2 separate regions of the Mus musculus genome follow, and region 2 is linked to region 1. The links are chromatin contacts, called in public HiChIP or PLAC-seq maps. All regions are on one chromosome and are shown on one strand. The core of a region is the stretch at or near the end of the contact, and the rest is flanking DNA. Distances in the headings are between cores, read along the strand shown.

Region 1 (7,549 bases), core at 2,649-5,148:
CCAGGAACACTCACTCACTCCTGATGGCCACACTATGCTTTAAGCATTGGATCATTTCTCAGTAAAGCTACAGTGGTAGACAGGACAGCAATAGCATTCCTAGGAATTTACCCTTTTGAGTCTAATAAAGATCCACAAAGAAGCCCTGGGCACGAGCGTTTTTACCGGCTTTACTCATAATTGCCACACACTGGATTCAAGGAAGAGGTTCTTCAGGAGAATGGACATGTAAACTGTACCACATCTATGTGACAGCCATTATTCACCAGTAAAATGAATTGAGCTACCAGGCCATGAGAATATGCAGCAGGAACACTATTACAGGAACAAAGCCTTGTGGGAAATTTGTATGTAGACTCCCAAGTATAAAATAAAAATGATGAGTGGATTCTCACATACACAGCAACAGCAAAAGCAGATTCAGCAATTATTATATATTCATGCGTAGATACACACATATGTATGTACCATATATTACATATCATATATATGTATATATGCATGTATAGGTGTGTGCATATACATATATATGTAGTATTAATCAGAGAAGAGGAGGCTATCAATGTTGGAGTCGGGGAACATAGGAAAGTTTTGATGGAGGGGAGGCAAGAGAGAGAGGATAGAGGAAAGAGAAGTGAAGTAATTCTATTTCTATTGAAAACATAATTTTTAAGATAGATAAGTGGTTTCCATGGGTCTGGCAGACAGGATGGTGAAAGAAGAGGTGAGCACAGGACCGTTGAGAGCACTGACTACTCTCTATGCTGTCACACTGAGGGAGCGTGGACACTGCTTAGTTATTAAAACCCAAAAATCTAAACAAGGAAAAAAATCTATGGATATTTATCATAACATAACAATATCAATTATAACAAGTGTGACATTGATGCTTGGTATTACTAAAAGAAGAAACTTTATTCAGGAAGCGAGCTCTCTATGTATCGGTTCTCCTTTCCTTTCCTTTCCTTTCCTTTCCTTTCCTTTCCTTTCCTTTCCTTTCCTTTCCTTTCCTTTCCTAAAACTGTTTCTAAAAAACATTCTATTATGAGTAAATAAACAAATGATTGAGATGGAGCTAAGCATGACTGCAGTTGTCTTTAATCCCAGTGTTTGAATGGCTGAGGCACTGTAAGAAATGTTCTGCGTGTCAAGATAACCTTAAATCAATCCAAAAGTGTTCAATTAGTTTCAAAAGTCCTCAGGAGACAAAGTGAAGTGGCTTTCACTAGCAAAATTTATTTAATTTGCTCATCAATAACGATAATAACTGCAGTGTACTGAAACATATTAGCATGTTTGTTTCCATGAAAGTATTACAATATAAACAAAGCAACAGCCTAATGAGTCATTCTCTGAAGCTAATATATGCATAATGCAACTGTATATATAATATGTAGCATGTGTAACCCTAGTGTATATATTGTTCATTGAAAAGGAGTGAGTAAAATCAAACCTTTATCCTGCCTTTCTCATACTAATGTACTATTGCTTACTCTAAGGTCAAAGGGAATTTGGATGAGGAAGGATAGACAGAATTAAAACATTATCATTTTACTGAACAAGTTACATATAGGAATATATGCATATACTTACAAATCTGTGTTTGCAATAATAGTTATTGGAGAATAAAGGGCCATGAATTTGAAGGAGAGAGGGGAAGCTTTTATGGAAGAGTATGGAGGAAAGAAAAAGAAGGGAGAAATGTAATTAATGTTTTAAAAAGAAAAATAACCATTTTACTCTCCCAGTAAATTACTTGCTGTAACCATTGAGTAGCTATGTCTGGTAATATCACCAAGAGAGAGACAATCAGATATGTTTTGCCTTCTAGTAGAATAGCCTATCTGTAAGTTGGTCTTGGAAAAACCAAATCAAGCATAAATCTGATCAAAACTCTTGGCCTAACTACTGATACACAAACAAAATCCAAATATATACTACATAGAAGGAAGGAAAAACTGCTCAAACACATGAAATGACAGAGCTTTCTTTTCAACAAGAAGAAGAAGCAGAAAATAAAAGAGAATGAAAGAAAAAGAAAAGTAGAAAAGAAACAAAATATAAAAGAAATTCTATTCTAAGTTTCTGGGCTAATATTCACTGGATATTAGCCCAGAAACTTAGAATATCCAAGATACAAGATACAAAGCACATGAAACTCAAGAAGAACCAAGACCAAAGTGTGGACACTTTGCCCCTTCTTAGAACTGGGAACAAAACACCCATGGAAGGAGTTACAGAGAAAAAGTTTGGAGCTGAGATAAAAGAATGAACCATCTAGAGACTACCATATCCGGGGATCCATCCCATAAACAGCTGCCAAACGCAGACACCATTGCATACACTAGCAAGAATTTGCTGAAAGGACCCTGATATAGCTGTCTCTTGTGAGACTATGCCAGGGCCTAGCAAACACAGAAGTGGATGCTCACAGGCAGCTATTGGATGGATCACAGGGCCCCCAATGGAGGAGCTAGAGAAAGTATCCAAGGAGCTAAAGTGATCTGCAACCCTATAGGTGGAACAACAAAATGAACTAACCAGTACCCCTGGAGCTCATGTCTCTAGCTGCATATGTATCAGAAGATGGCCTAGTCAGCTATCAGTGGAAAGGAAGGCCCATTGGTCATGCAAACTTTATATGCCCCAGTACAGGGGAACGCCAGGGCCAAGAAGTGGGAGTGGGTGTGGGTAGGGGAGTGGGGGGGGGGGTATGGGGGACTTTTGGGATAGTATTGGAAATGTAAATGAAGAAAATACCTAATAAAAAAATTAAAAAAAAAGAAATTCTAAAAATCTGTTGCTTTAAATGGGCCCACTTAAATACTGATTTAAGTAAAATATAAAATAAATCCAAAAATGTCATTTATGAAAAACTGACTTACATGAGTCTTGGCTATTTGACACACGGAGAAATTATTCTTGATTGGGATTTAATTGATTTTTTTTATATTAATAAATAAAATTCTTATAAAGATATACCTAAACTTGGGGAGATGAAGCAAGATGATATCTGGCACCTGCTTCAAAACGTCAGACCGAAATTGGATGTGCCTTGAGCAGCAGGAAACACAAAGTGAAAGAACTGAGAAGTGCCAATCAAGTGGTAGGTCCACAGGACTTTATTATTCTATTCCCATTCATGTCTAGAACTCTTGACAGTTAATTGTTTGTTTGCCTTTCTCTACTTTCTGGTGGCCATTTTGTTCTGTTCTCCAAGATCACTGCTACAGATACCAGTGGAGTAATATCATCGGACACTTTGAAATGTTCTCCTAATGGAATTGGAGACTTGCATACCCATAAAACACCTCACTTCCCTCTTAGCCTGGCTCACATCAGTCCAACTGAGGCAAGGGACAAGGGACAATGCACTGGGGCAAGAGCAGCTGGGCTCTGGCAAAGGGTTCAGGGGAAAAAGAGCAAGAGGGAGTGGTGATTCTCCAGGAACCTCTCCTTGGGGTGTGGGGGAAAGAGAGAGAGAGAGAGAGAGAGAGAGAGAGAGAGAGAGAGAGAGAGAGAGAGAGAGAGAGAGAGAGAGAGAACAAAATCATTCACTCGTAATTTAATACACTAGTTTGACGTTTTTCTCTCTACTCTCCTAAACTCTGTGGCTGATATTTACTATGTGATCTTTGTAAAGATAAATATGTCTAAAATTGTTAAATGTTCTAATCCATTACCCTAGCCTGAGATTCAGGGTTTATTACTATGACTATGTCTTTTCTTTCTCTTCACGCAGTGGATACTCCGCTGCAGAATAATTTCTGCAGTGCAGCAAGGGCTCACAATGAAAAGCCCAAACACCGAAGGCTTCACTCTTGCATCCTTTCCCCCTTCCTTCTTCTGCATCCTTTTTTTTTTTTTAAGAAATCCCCTCCCATCTGAGGACTTACAAGGCCATTTGTCCCAGGGTGCTTTGCATAATAATGGGTCCCTTCAGTTTCCAGGCTTACAAAGACTCCAGTTGCTGAGGGAACCAGCCAGCAACAGCAACAACAAAAAAGAAAATTGCCCGTTTTTTTTCACTGAAACTGCTCTTATTCTTCATCTAATTTTTCAAGCAATTTTATCTTTTTAAATGTAAATACTTGTAAGGATTCAGAAAAGCCATCCAGTTATTAACATTTCAGGTGTAATTATTGCTCTTCAATCTCTACCTTCTCCGTGGAGCAGTCTTCTTTAGAAGAAGTATTATTACTATGCTCCTTCTTGTGTGGGCCCCCAGACATCTTCAAATAAATGTCTGTAGGTGGGACTCTCTGATTACAAAGGCTGAGTGAAATTAATGTTATTAATGTACCAAGGTGTGAGGTAGAAACTGCAACTCTCTTTCCCTAAAGAACTCTGCTGATTGCCAGTTGGAAGCTACAGATCTGCCCAAAGTGGCACTGGGATGCCTTTTACCAGATCTGGCGCTATGAAGAAAATGGGCAACATTTGTGCATTGTGGAATTGCAGAACTGTGGAGCAGCTTAACAGAGCTAATGATAGCTGCAGAGCTGTGGTGGCCAGAATCATGAGACCTGGTACATATCTGCATTTCTTTCTTCTTCTTTCTTCCTTCCTTTCTTCCTTCCTTCCTTCCTTCCTTCCTTCCTTCCTTCCTTTCTTTCTTTCTTTCTTTCTTTCTTTCTTTCTTTCTTTCTTTCTTTCTTTCTTCCTTCCTTCCTTCCTTCCTTTCTTCCTTTCTTTCTTTCTTTCTTTCTTTCTTTCTTTCTCTTCTTCTTCTTCTTCTTCTTCTTCTTCTTCTTCTTCTTCTTCTTCTTCTTCTTCTTCTTCTCCTTCTCCTTCTCCTTCTCCTTCTCCTTCTCCTTCTTTTTCTTCTTCTTCTCCTCCTCCTCCTTCTTCTCCTCTTCCTCCTCCTCCTTCTTCCTCTTCTTCCTCTACTCTTCTCTTCCTTCTCCTTCCCCCTCATTCTCCTCACCCTTCCCCTTCCCCTCCCCCTTTCTCCCCATCCCAGTGCCCCCACCCTCCTCCTCCTCCTTTTTTCCTCCAAAACACTTTTAGGAAAAAAGAAAAATGTGGCTAGGAGCTCAGCCTCTTAGTTGCTGCCATTGAAAACCTTGCCTCATAAAGAAAGCTTCCAAGAAATTACCAAATGCTTTCTGTTTCTTCTACACTCCACTTATAGGTAGGACAGATCTATAAAGTGACCTTCCAAGGGCTTTTTGACACATTGTCTAAAGCCCTTCAGAAGATGCAACCTTTGGGGTGCAAGTGATTGTTGACAGGTAGCAACTTAGGAGTTAAAATTCCAGGAGTATTTCTAGTTCTCCCAGCTTAGCCAAATTTAGAAAACTTGAATCAGTGAAGTACGTTCATCCCACATCATTCATTCATTCATCCATTCATTTATTCACTGTATGGATCGGTCCAGAGAATTTACTGAGCATCTATTACGTGGTATAATCACTATGTTAAGTGTTGGTCATATAAAAGGAAAAAATCATCCTGACAATTCAGTCTAGGGAGGATTCAGCGGTGCTTCTGACAGTCAGGGAAAAATAAAAAGTATTTCTTGGCAGATTTTACAGAAGGGGGCTACAGATATCCCTGACCCATAAAGAATAAGTACTCAATGAAAAGAAATCGTTTTTATGATGTGTTCTTTATGGTGCCAATGAGGCCTCTCCCTTACCCCCTACAAAAAGTCAAGTAATAAAACCAAGGTTGTAGGCTTTGATCTTCTGAGTCAAGAAATCCTATCTCCAAAAAGCCCCTGTTAACCGGGAAGGAAGTTCCCTCGTTTGCTTTTACAGGACTCTCCTGTTCCACCCCTCAACTGGTGTGAATGAAGGGATCTTATTCCGTGCGGAGGGTATGTAAGTCGTGCTGTCGAGTCCATGCCGAGTAATAGTGCATGTCGAGTAATAATAGCAAAGACTTCACTGCTTTCAGGCAGATTATGGTAGCAACTTCTGAACTCTGGTGTGTGTAAAAAGCGTGCACAACTTAAAACTCTCTTCATGTGTCAGTAATCATGCCAGATAACTTCCAAACACTGCTCTTATCAGAGATCAGCTTAAAGACTGGCATAAATCAAAATGTCTTGGTGCTACCAGATATGCCAAAGTACACATGGTCCAGGTTATCTGGTGGAGTTTTAGAATCCTAATGACTTCCACCTAGCCTTCACCTACTGAGGTCACTTTCTCACACACATTTGCCTTCTTCGGCCACCTGTTTTCTCTTGCCCTTGTCAATTACCCTGCTATGAGTTCAGTAGTGACCAGACTAAGCACATTCTTAGAGCAACAACCGCCCAGGGTCCCCAAAACTTTTTCTAAGTTATCCATTTGATATTTCAGTTGTGAGTAGCCAAGCAATTAATAGTTTTTAATAAATAAAAAGTAAAAATAAACCAAGCCCCTGGATTGTGCTACTTCCTGTGTGATCTGGCATCGTGTTTATTTTTGACTCCATGAAGGGAGGGAGGCCACCAGTGTCCTCAGTGCTTGGGACACTTTAAATGTATTAGCGTGATCCTCTGAGCTCCCTGTAAATCTAAGTCATTGAAAGGAGCCACAGAATGATCTCATGAAGGGCACAGCTCCACATGCCGGGCTCTGAGCATGATACCCTGCAGCTGAACAAAAGACCCTGGGCCAGTGGAAAACTATATTCTCAGCTACACTCTCACAGGATGCAGCTACACTCTCACAGGGTGCAGCCCTTGAGGCAGTCAGAAAGCAGCTTGCTTTCCCCTCTAGCTCTCTGTCTCCTGGCACAACTTTCCACAGTGAAGAGGCCTTAGCCCCAGCTCATGCCACACACACACACAGGATGTACAGACTGGTCTCATGGTTTGATAACTATGGAGTATCTTCCTTCTGATACGAAACACTGCAAATCTTATGGTGCATTAGATAGCGAGATAGTTTATCTCAATGCAAATTGCAAACACAGGTGAGGTAGGAGAGCACCAGCCAGCAAGGACAGCCTTCACAAACACATTTGTGCATGGGAGTTAGCCAGAGCGTGTTCAGTTGCAAACCCCAGTGAAGAAATTTCTGGGATAACACACACACACACACACACACACACACACACACACACACACACACACGGCATTCTTGTCCAATAGTCTTAGATGTCAAGCCCCTCATCCCTTCCTGGTTTGAATGTCTGCTTCCTCTCTCAGCTCTTGCTTGCATCCACAGACACTCCTTTCCTTTATGCTAACTCCGGCCCACTGCTCTTACCTCTCTGCAAACTCCTCCTTTCTTCTACCTTGGAGTTCTCTTCTAATTGCCTCTTGATTCTGATGCCAAATCAGGAAATCACGGGAAGAAAGAATGTATGTGAAAGCAGTATATTTGTCCTCAGAGAGAATAAAATGGAAGCCCTGGGGTGGGGGTGGGGGAACACTTTTTGTCCCAGCCATTTGTCATCTCACAGAGGTGAAGGCAGAGGTCTAAGAAAGTAGGTCATGATAGGCAGGTTTTATTTGGGTGTAGGTGACACTCAGAACCTGGGAACTATCATGGAAAGATGGCCACTGGCTCACGACAACCTTAGGCGCTAACAGTGATCCAGGGTGTACACC
Region 2 (7,549 bases), core at 1,487-3,986, 460 kb before region 1:
AAGTATAATTGCAGTGGGTTCATTTCTTTTAATAAGATCATCCTCTGTATAAACGCCTTTGGAAATAGCTTAAAGTAGAAATCAATTGTGGAACTCAACACTGTACCTATTTAAACATGTCCCAGGGAATCTCAGAGCTTGTAGAGTTATGGTTAATATTTGACTCAAAATTGGTTTCGACAAAGGCCTTGCTTAGCTTTACCAGTCATTTTAAAGTGTATTTTCAAAGATATTTAATCAACGTGAGTATTGTTAATTTACCTTCCTCTCATCAGAATGCAATTTTGCAGGAGTTGGATATTTGACAGTAATTTATCTGCTCAGAATCTTTACTGATGTAGTCATATTTTTGCCCAAAGCAAGGGGACACCAAATAGCTAATGTTGTTTGGAGAGGAGATTTGGTGAGCTCTAAAATTATAATATACAATTTGGGTCTGAAATGTATTCCTACTACAGAGTTCAGAGACAGTCAGTAATGGGAGATTCCACCTGCCAGGGAATGCAAATGCCAAAGAGAAATGAGGCCAGAGGGAGGGCAAGCATAAAAAGGCATTCCCAGATTGCATGCAGACAGACAGGCAGAGCCAGCCATTGTCTTTCTCCACTCTATATTTCAGAGAATGACCTTGGAGCCATGCTAGTACTTAAGGCAATTCCCTAGTGGTACATGATCATTCTGAGTTCTGTGTGTGTTGATTTGGAACCACTAAATTCATTAGTAATTTTTTTATTCATTTACCTGGTCATGTTCATTTTGAGGACATCTGATCTAAGTTTGTTGTCTGAATGTTTCTCGTATTCTCCCTTATATCCCTATGTTCTGCCTGCTAGTCTTTCTGTAGTTTTATCTTTTGTTTGTGTGTTTGGTTGGTTTTTGTTTTGTTTTGTTTTTGTTTTTGTTTTTGTTTGTTTGTTTTTTCGAGACAGGGTTTCTCTGTGTAGCCCTGGCTGTCCTGGAACTCACTTTGTAGACCAGGCTGGCATTGAACTCAGAAATCCGCCTGCCTCTGCCTCCCAAGTGCTGGGATTAAAGGTGAGTGCCACCAACACCCAGCAGCTTTATCTTTTAAAGATAGGTAGGAGTGTTGTTTTGATCACAGGATATTCTTTTCCTTGTCCTTCTCTCTCTAAAATACAATAGATATTCTAAAAACTTCCACAGTTCAATGAAGTGCTTCTCCCAAACAAATGAAGGTTTGAAGCCAACGTATAAGGGGGAAAGGTTTGGAGTATGGCCTCTATTTTGTGTATTTTTTATTAATTTATTGGGTGTATGAAGGGGGTGTTTACATAACTAATGTTTTGTTGGCTGACGTTCTCCTATTGAACAGCTTTGGCAACCTCATCCTGGAGTGGAAGAGGGGTTCGACTCACTGGAAATAATTGTCGTCCCACTTTCCCTGTAACCCTGGAGAGAGCAAAGTATTCATAATTTAACTACACTCATTTCATACAAAGAGAAAAAGTTAAGGAGGACAGTGACATCTGGAAAGAACAAAGCCAGCTTTAAGGACGCAATGTATGGGGGTGGTATTTACACAGAATCATATTCTGCTCTTTTCCTCCACGTGATGCATGTTTTTGTGTCTTATAAAGTTTATCCTCAAAGGAATTCAAATTCACTTTTTCTGTTTTGGATTTTATATCAACTTAGGCTACATTTTCTCGTTCTTACGCTAGGATTTTCCAGACAGTGAGGGAAAAAAAATGCTTAAATGTTCTCATCTGGAATGCTGCTGCTGAGTTCATCTTTCCACAGTTTCCCTGACATCTGTAACCAGATCACACCAAACCAGGCTGTGCTCCAGCACACATGCAGCAGACAGGGTGAACAGAGACAGTATGGGCTGGCCTGTGTCCCTTATGACTTCCTCTGCCTTGGTTTGCAGTTAGACCCATTCCCACTCCCCCTGGTTGGCAAATAGATCAACTAGAAGTGTCTGCTGTCTTCTGTCTGAGCAGACACAAAGCATGCTTTTCTGGGGTTCCTCTTAAGGCACTGCATGTTAGAAAAGGCCCAGAGTACATTTCTTTAAAATTTCAGATTTCTAGAGAAATAAATAGAGAATGACAGGGAGGGAGTGGTAACCTGGCACATCTTGTTTAAAATATTTAACAGAAGAAGCCTCCTAGGGAGCTGTCCATTGAACACTCCATTTCGCTTTGTGAAGTGAATGTTTTCTCTGGCTCCAAATTTGTGTGATTCTTAAATGTTCTCATGGGTTGAAAGGAAAAAACAAAAGGAAAAAGAAATAAGGGTTTGAATGTATATTGACTAGCCATGACTGAATTGTCTCTGTTAATTACAAAGAAAATATGGATGGTTTTTTTTTTTGTTTGTTGTTTTGTTTTGTTTTATTGTTTCTTTGGCTTGGATTTAAAACCCTGCCTTGTTCCCTTTAGAGATTATAATGCCTGGGTAGGTTTTATCACGATTCTTTTAAGAACATCAGAAAAGGAACCTTAGATTTATGCCACAGTTTTTTTTTTTTTCTTTTTTTTCCTCTTGTCTGCGTTTGTCTGATTTTGGAGAGCTATTCACAATAGCGAGAAAGCAGTTACGTCTTTGAAAAGCACAAAATAAATCCCATTCACCCGAGTGAGTAATTGCTCAAGGTCATCCATTCGTTGTCTTTATCTTGATTGGTTGAATTAGTAGCTAATAATGGTGTTGAAATGTGAATGAATTATTAGCGATGGGGCATATTTTGGGGAGTGTCAGGAAATATTCCAGGGCAATTAAGGTTACCCAATAGCAAGGCCGTGTTCCCAGCAGCTGTCTCCTAATCACTATGTTTAAAGACCACGAGGCTTACACTAAGATTATAGCTTTTATATTGTCTGCCTTTAGAAGTCATATTTGGGGTTTATTCAGTGCATTCACTTGCCCTTGCCCTTTCCATCCGAGGCTGCCACTTGCACACTGATTTAAACAGAGTTTTTTATGAATTAAAATAAGCATCAGCAGAGAGTAGTACACAATCTAGATACTTTACAGGCATGGAAGGATTTCAAATGACTACTGCTAAATAGTTTGCATGCTTTTATGTATTTGTTTCTCATTGTTTAATTTATGCGGTTCAAACGTTATTAGATAACAAATAGTCCACAGCCTGGAACTCCTGAAGTACTATTTCAATTGTTCATACTTAGCAATGTGATAGGAAGAATGTGTACTGCTAGTTTCTATTCGTCTGCACTCACCACACATTTGATTTCTCCTTTCAACGCTAGCCTGCGTCAGAATTGGCTTTGCTTCCTTGAGTTTTAGAATTTTTAAAATTAATGCAAGAAAAATTCTCCACTAACCCCATCATAAGTATTTTTGATTTGCAGACAGAAGCCTAGGGAATAGCAACACTGAGGGAACTGACTGTGTCTGTCCTGAGCACATGGGACTTGGTTAGTGCAGGACAACTCTGTTGGGAAACACTCCTGGTTTCCACTTGCTGATAAAGGGGACAGAAGCAGACCAGAGGAGCTGTCCCAATTACTCACAGGTGAATTCAAGATTGTCATTTAATGAGTTGTGAGGGACAATGAACATGAGTAGTCACTAGGAGACCACTCTTGCAATTAAGTCATATGGCAAGCTAAGCGAAATAGAATGAGAATAATGAACAGATCCACAGCTTATAATTATTAAGATTTCCCACTTTGTATATTTTACAGGAACCAACAGATTATCTTGCTAATAAAAGAACGACTATCTGTATGCTTGGATTTTGTGTGGTGGTATGGGGTTGTAGGTATGTGTTCATGTGTTTGTGGTTGTGCCTCCACACGTGGATGATCAATGTTGGATTTCTTTCTCAATTGCATTCTACTTTATTTTGGGGGTAGAACCTCTCACTGAAACTGGAGTTCACTCATTTAAGACTAGCTACCCAGGGAGACCTAAGGGTCCTCCTGTCTCCATCTCCATACCATCCCTCACTGATGAGATCATAGGCATACATTGTCATACTCAGTTCTTTAGATCGTTGCTGGGGATATGAATTCAGGTGTAGGGGCTTGCACAGTAAGCACTCTGTTGGCTGAAGCTATGTCTGCAATCCCAAGTCTTGGCTATTCATTCTATATTTAATTTTTCATTATAACATGCCACATCCTTGGACTACTTCAGGAATCAATGTGATTGGAGAAATGAAGACAAGATATATAGAAGAACTGATGGGGTGTAATAGGCTCTCTGTTGGAAAAAGTTCAGGACTAGCAAGCTAAGCCTGTTTATTATATACAGCTGAACAAGGAGGAGCGACTATTATATACAACTAATTAAGGAGGCAAGGCTATGTGTAACTAAATCAATGGGAAAGATTCAGCTAATCTTGGTAGGAGCAGTCTCTGTAGGGTAGAAGTCTTCAGGCCATTAACATCCTGGAGGAGAAAGCAGCCTGGGTGAACATTTTCTGCACACACTAGCAGTATTCACACTCAGACCAGGAGGGAAGGCTTTGCAATTTCCCTGAGTCTAACCTGTGGAAAGCATTGCCACACCCATGGGGATGAGGTACTGAGGCCCTTGACTAAGCCATGGCCATGTCAAACAATATCCCCTCTCCTCCTCTCCTGTCTCCTCCCTCCTCTCTCCTCTCCTCTCACACAAATTCACACACACACACACCCCAACAACTTTTAATTCTTAGAAGAATTTTTTCTATTATGTGCTCTTTAAAATTAACTATTAAATTCTAACAAAACGTGGGTATTAGAGGCAATAAAGAGAAATATATAACTTAAATATAAATTATATATAATTATTGTCAAGAAAATAAAACAGAGAAGGATATTTGGTTTATGTTGTCTATTTGTTTTTGATTATAGTTTCTTTTGTTGTTTCTTTGTTTTTTTTTGTTTGTTAGTTTTTGGTTTTTCGAGACAGGGTTTCTCTGTGTAGCCCTGGCTGTCCTGGAACTCACTTTGTAGACCAGGCTGGCATTGAACTCAGAAATCCGCCTGCCTCTGCCTCCCAAGTGCTGGGATCAAAGGCGTGTGCCACCACACCCAACTGTTTCTTTTGTTGTTAATTAGCAGGATCTCATAGATAACTAAAATGCTTAAGGTTGAGTGAAATGAGATGAAGGAAGACTATATAATAAATCTTTTTTTTATTTAATTGTAATAAAAGTACTTTTTTAAAAAACATAACCTTGAATAATACCCATCACCAACAGCACCGAGTTTCTGTTGTGGGTTATTAAAATGAGAACTTCTTAGAACACTATGTTCAAATGTTTAACGTATCTGCTTTCCTCCTATCAACAAAATCATAGCAATGCTTATTTAAATTACATTCCATTTTATTCTCCCTCCTTTTGGAAATTTGCCATGTATAGTTCACACCTGAAATGAGTTATTTATTAAGATACACATCCTTGCATAATTAATTTTGTTTGAATTGGACATATATTTATAACCCTTTTTCTTGAAATGTTACATCATGAGCATTAAATCATCTATAAAAATTCTTGATTAATATCTGCAGGAAATTTCTCATTATTTTGTCATTTTGCCTGCTTCATGGAGATACTCATCCCTTGGCCTTCATGCTTTGAGCTGTCTGGACCAACCACCAGCAGCCTGAGCAACTCCCTTCACTCTTAGTCCAGAAATTCTTTTCAGTTCTTTTTATTTTATTTTATTGCTTATTTTTTCTTTTCTATCATTGGATATTTTCTTTACTTACATTTCAAATGTTATCCCCTTCCTCGGTTTCCCCTCTGGAAACCCCCTATCCCATCCGTCTTCCCCTTCTTCTATGAAGGAAATCCCCAACTACCCCATCCCAACTCGTCACCCTGGCATTTCCCTACACTGAGGCATCGCGTCTTGACAGGACCAAGGGCCTCTCCTCCCACTGATGCCCAATAAGGCCATCTTCTGCTACATATGTATCTGGAGCCATGGGTCCCTCCTTGTGTATTCTTTGGTTGGTGGTTTAGTCCCTGGGAGCTCTGGGGGGTCTGATTGGCTGATATTCTTGTTCTTCTTATGGAGTTGTAAACCCCTTCAACTCCTTCAGTTCTTTCTCTAACTCCTCCATTAGGGACCCCATGCTCAGTTCAATGGTTGGCTGAGAGCATCTGCCTCTGTGTTTGTCAGGCTCTGGCAGAGCCTCTCAGGAGACTGCTATATCAGGCTTCTGTCAGCAAGCACTTCTTGGCATCCACAATAATGTCTGGGTTTGGTGACTGTATATGGGATGGATCCCCAGATGGGACAGTTTCTGGACGGCCTTTCCTTAAGTCTCTGCCCCTCCACACATTGTCTAGTGAGTATGTTCCCCTTCTAAGAAGGACTGAAGCATCCACACTTTGGTCTTTCTTCTTCTTGAGCTTCAAGTGGTCTGTGAATTGTATCTTGGGTATTCCAAGCTTTTGGGCTAATATCCACTTATCAGTGAGTGCATATCATGTGTGTTCTTTTGTGATTGAGTTACCTCACTCAGGATGATATTTTCTAGTTCCATCCATTTACCTAAGAATTTAATAAGTTATTGTTTTTAAAAGCTGAGCAGTACTCCATTGTATAAATGTACCACATTTTCTGCATCTATTCCTCTGTTGAGGGACATCTTTGTTCTTTTTAGATTCTGGCTATTATAAATAAGGCTGCTATGAATATAGCATGTGTACTTGTTATATGTTGGAGCATCTTTTGGGTATATGCCATTGATGTTGAAGTCATTTTCTCTCAACACCAGTTTTCTTTATTTACTTAATTTGAGAAAATATTTTATTTTTGTCCATGAGTTTTATACTCAAGTCCATGCTGGTGCTTTAGGAGGTCAGAAGAAAGCCTCGGGTCCCCTGAAGTGAAATTATAGGTACTTGTGAACAGCCCAGTGTGTGTGTTGGAAACAAACCGTATATTCGCTGGGAGACTATTGAGTGTTTGTAACTGCTGAACCATCTCTCCAGACTCTACTCCATTATTTTCACAAAAGTAGCTTCTCTCGGAAAAGTACATTACAAAAATAGATTTTGTGTTATTGTTGTTGGCTGAGACAAGAACTCACTGTATTCTACAGAGTGGCCTTAGTGGGTAGCAATTGCCCTGACTCTCAGTCTGTCACATGCTGGGATTTTAGGATTTACTGTCACATCCAGGGTACAAAGACTTCAAGTTTTCTTCTCTGGTCTTACAAATGGAGAACTTCAAATTAATTCAATTTCAGAATTATAAATGTTCCATTCTAACTTCCATACCTAAGCCCATTTATGTGTCTAGAGTTTTTTGTTTTTGTTTTTTGTTTTTTTTTTTTCTAGAAAATGTTCACAAGCAGTGTTCACAGATTTCACAGTAACAGATGTTGGGTGTTTTTGTTTGCTCTCTACTGCCTATGATAAAACACCATGTCCAAAGCAAGTATGTGGGTGGGGGGCGGGGACAGTGAGGGGTGTTTTTCACTTTACAACTTATAAGTCCATCAGTGATGCAAGCCAGGGCATGAACTTAAGTCAGAAGCCTCGTGGCAGCAACTGAAGCTGAGGCTAGGGGTAGGGCGTGGTACTTCTTACTGGCTTGCTTTCTATGGCTTGCTC

What was found. HiChIP or PLAC-seq counts read pairs in DNA pulled down with a chosen protein or histone mark.
Region 2: an H3K4me3 HiChIP or PLAC-seq map of embryonic basal ganglia shows a contact between it and region 1, with 4 times the contacts expected there. The contact joins two enhancer-like sites. A contact is called at or near these places in 2 of 39 promoter capture datasets (cranial neural crest and pre-B cells) and 1 of 115 datasets of contacts at active chromatin or transcription factors (embryonic basal ganglia).

Annotation. Positions count from the first base shown.
Region 1 is chr1:137,375,125-137,382,673 of GRCm38.p6, reverse strand. No RefSeq gene overlaps it. Among named protein-coding and RNA genes, the nearest start is that of Gm34244, 25 kb to the right of the region's middle. RefSeq lists an enhancer at 3,192-4,521. Within about 2 kb of position 3,898, at least 40 of the 459 cell types and tissues checked have an H3K27ac peak or open chromatin away from gene starts, as enhancers often do. A contact at or near this core is called in embryonic basal ganglia, where this site is marked.
Region 2 is chr1:137,833,703-137,841,251 of GRCm38.p6, reverse strand. No RefSeq gene overlaps it. Among named protein-coding and RNA genes, the nearest start is that of Gm4258, 61 kb to the left of the region's middle. Within about 2 kb of position 2,736, at least 17 of the 459 cell types and tissues checked have an H3K27ac peak or open chromatin away from gene starts, as enhancers often do. A contact at or near this core is called in embryonic basal ganglia, where this site is marked.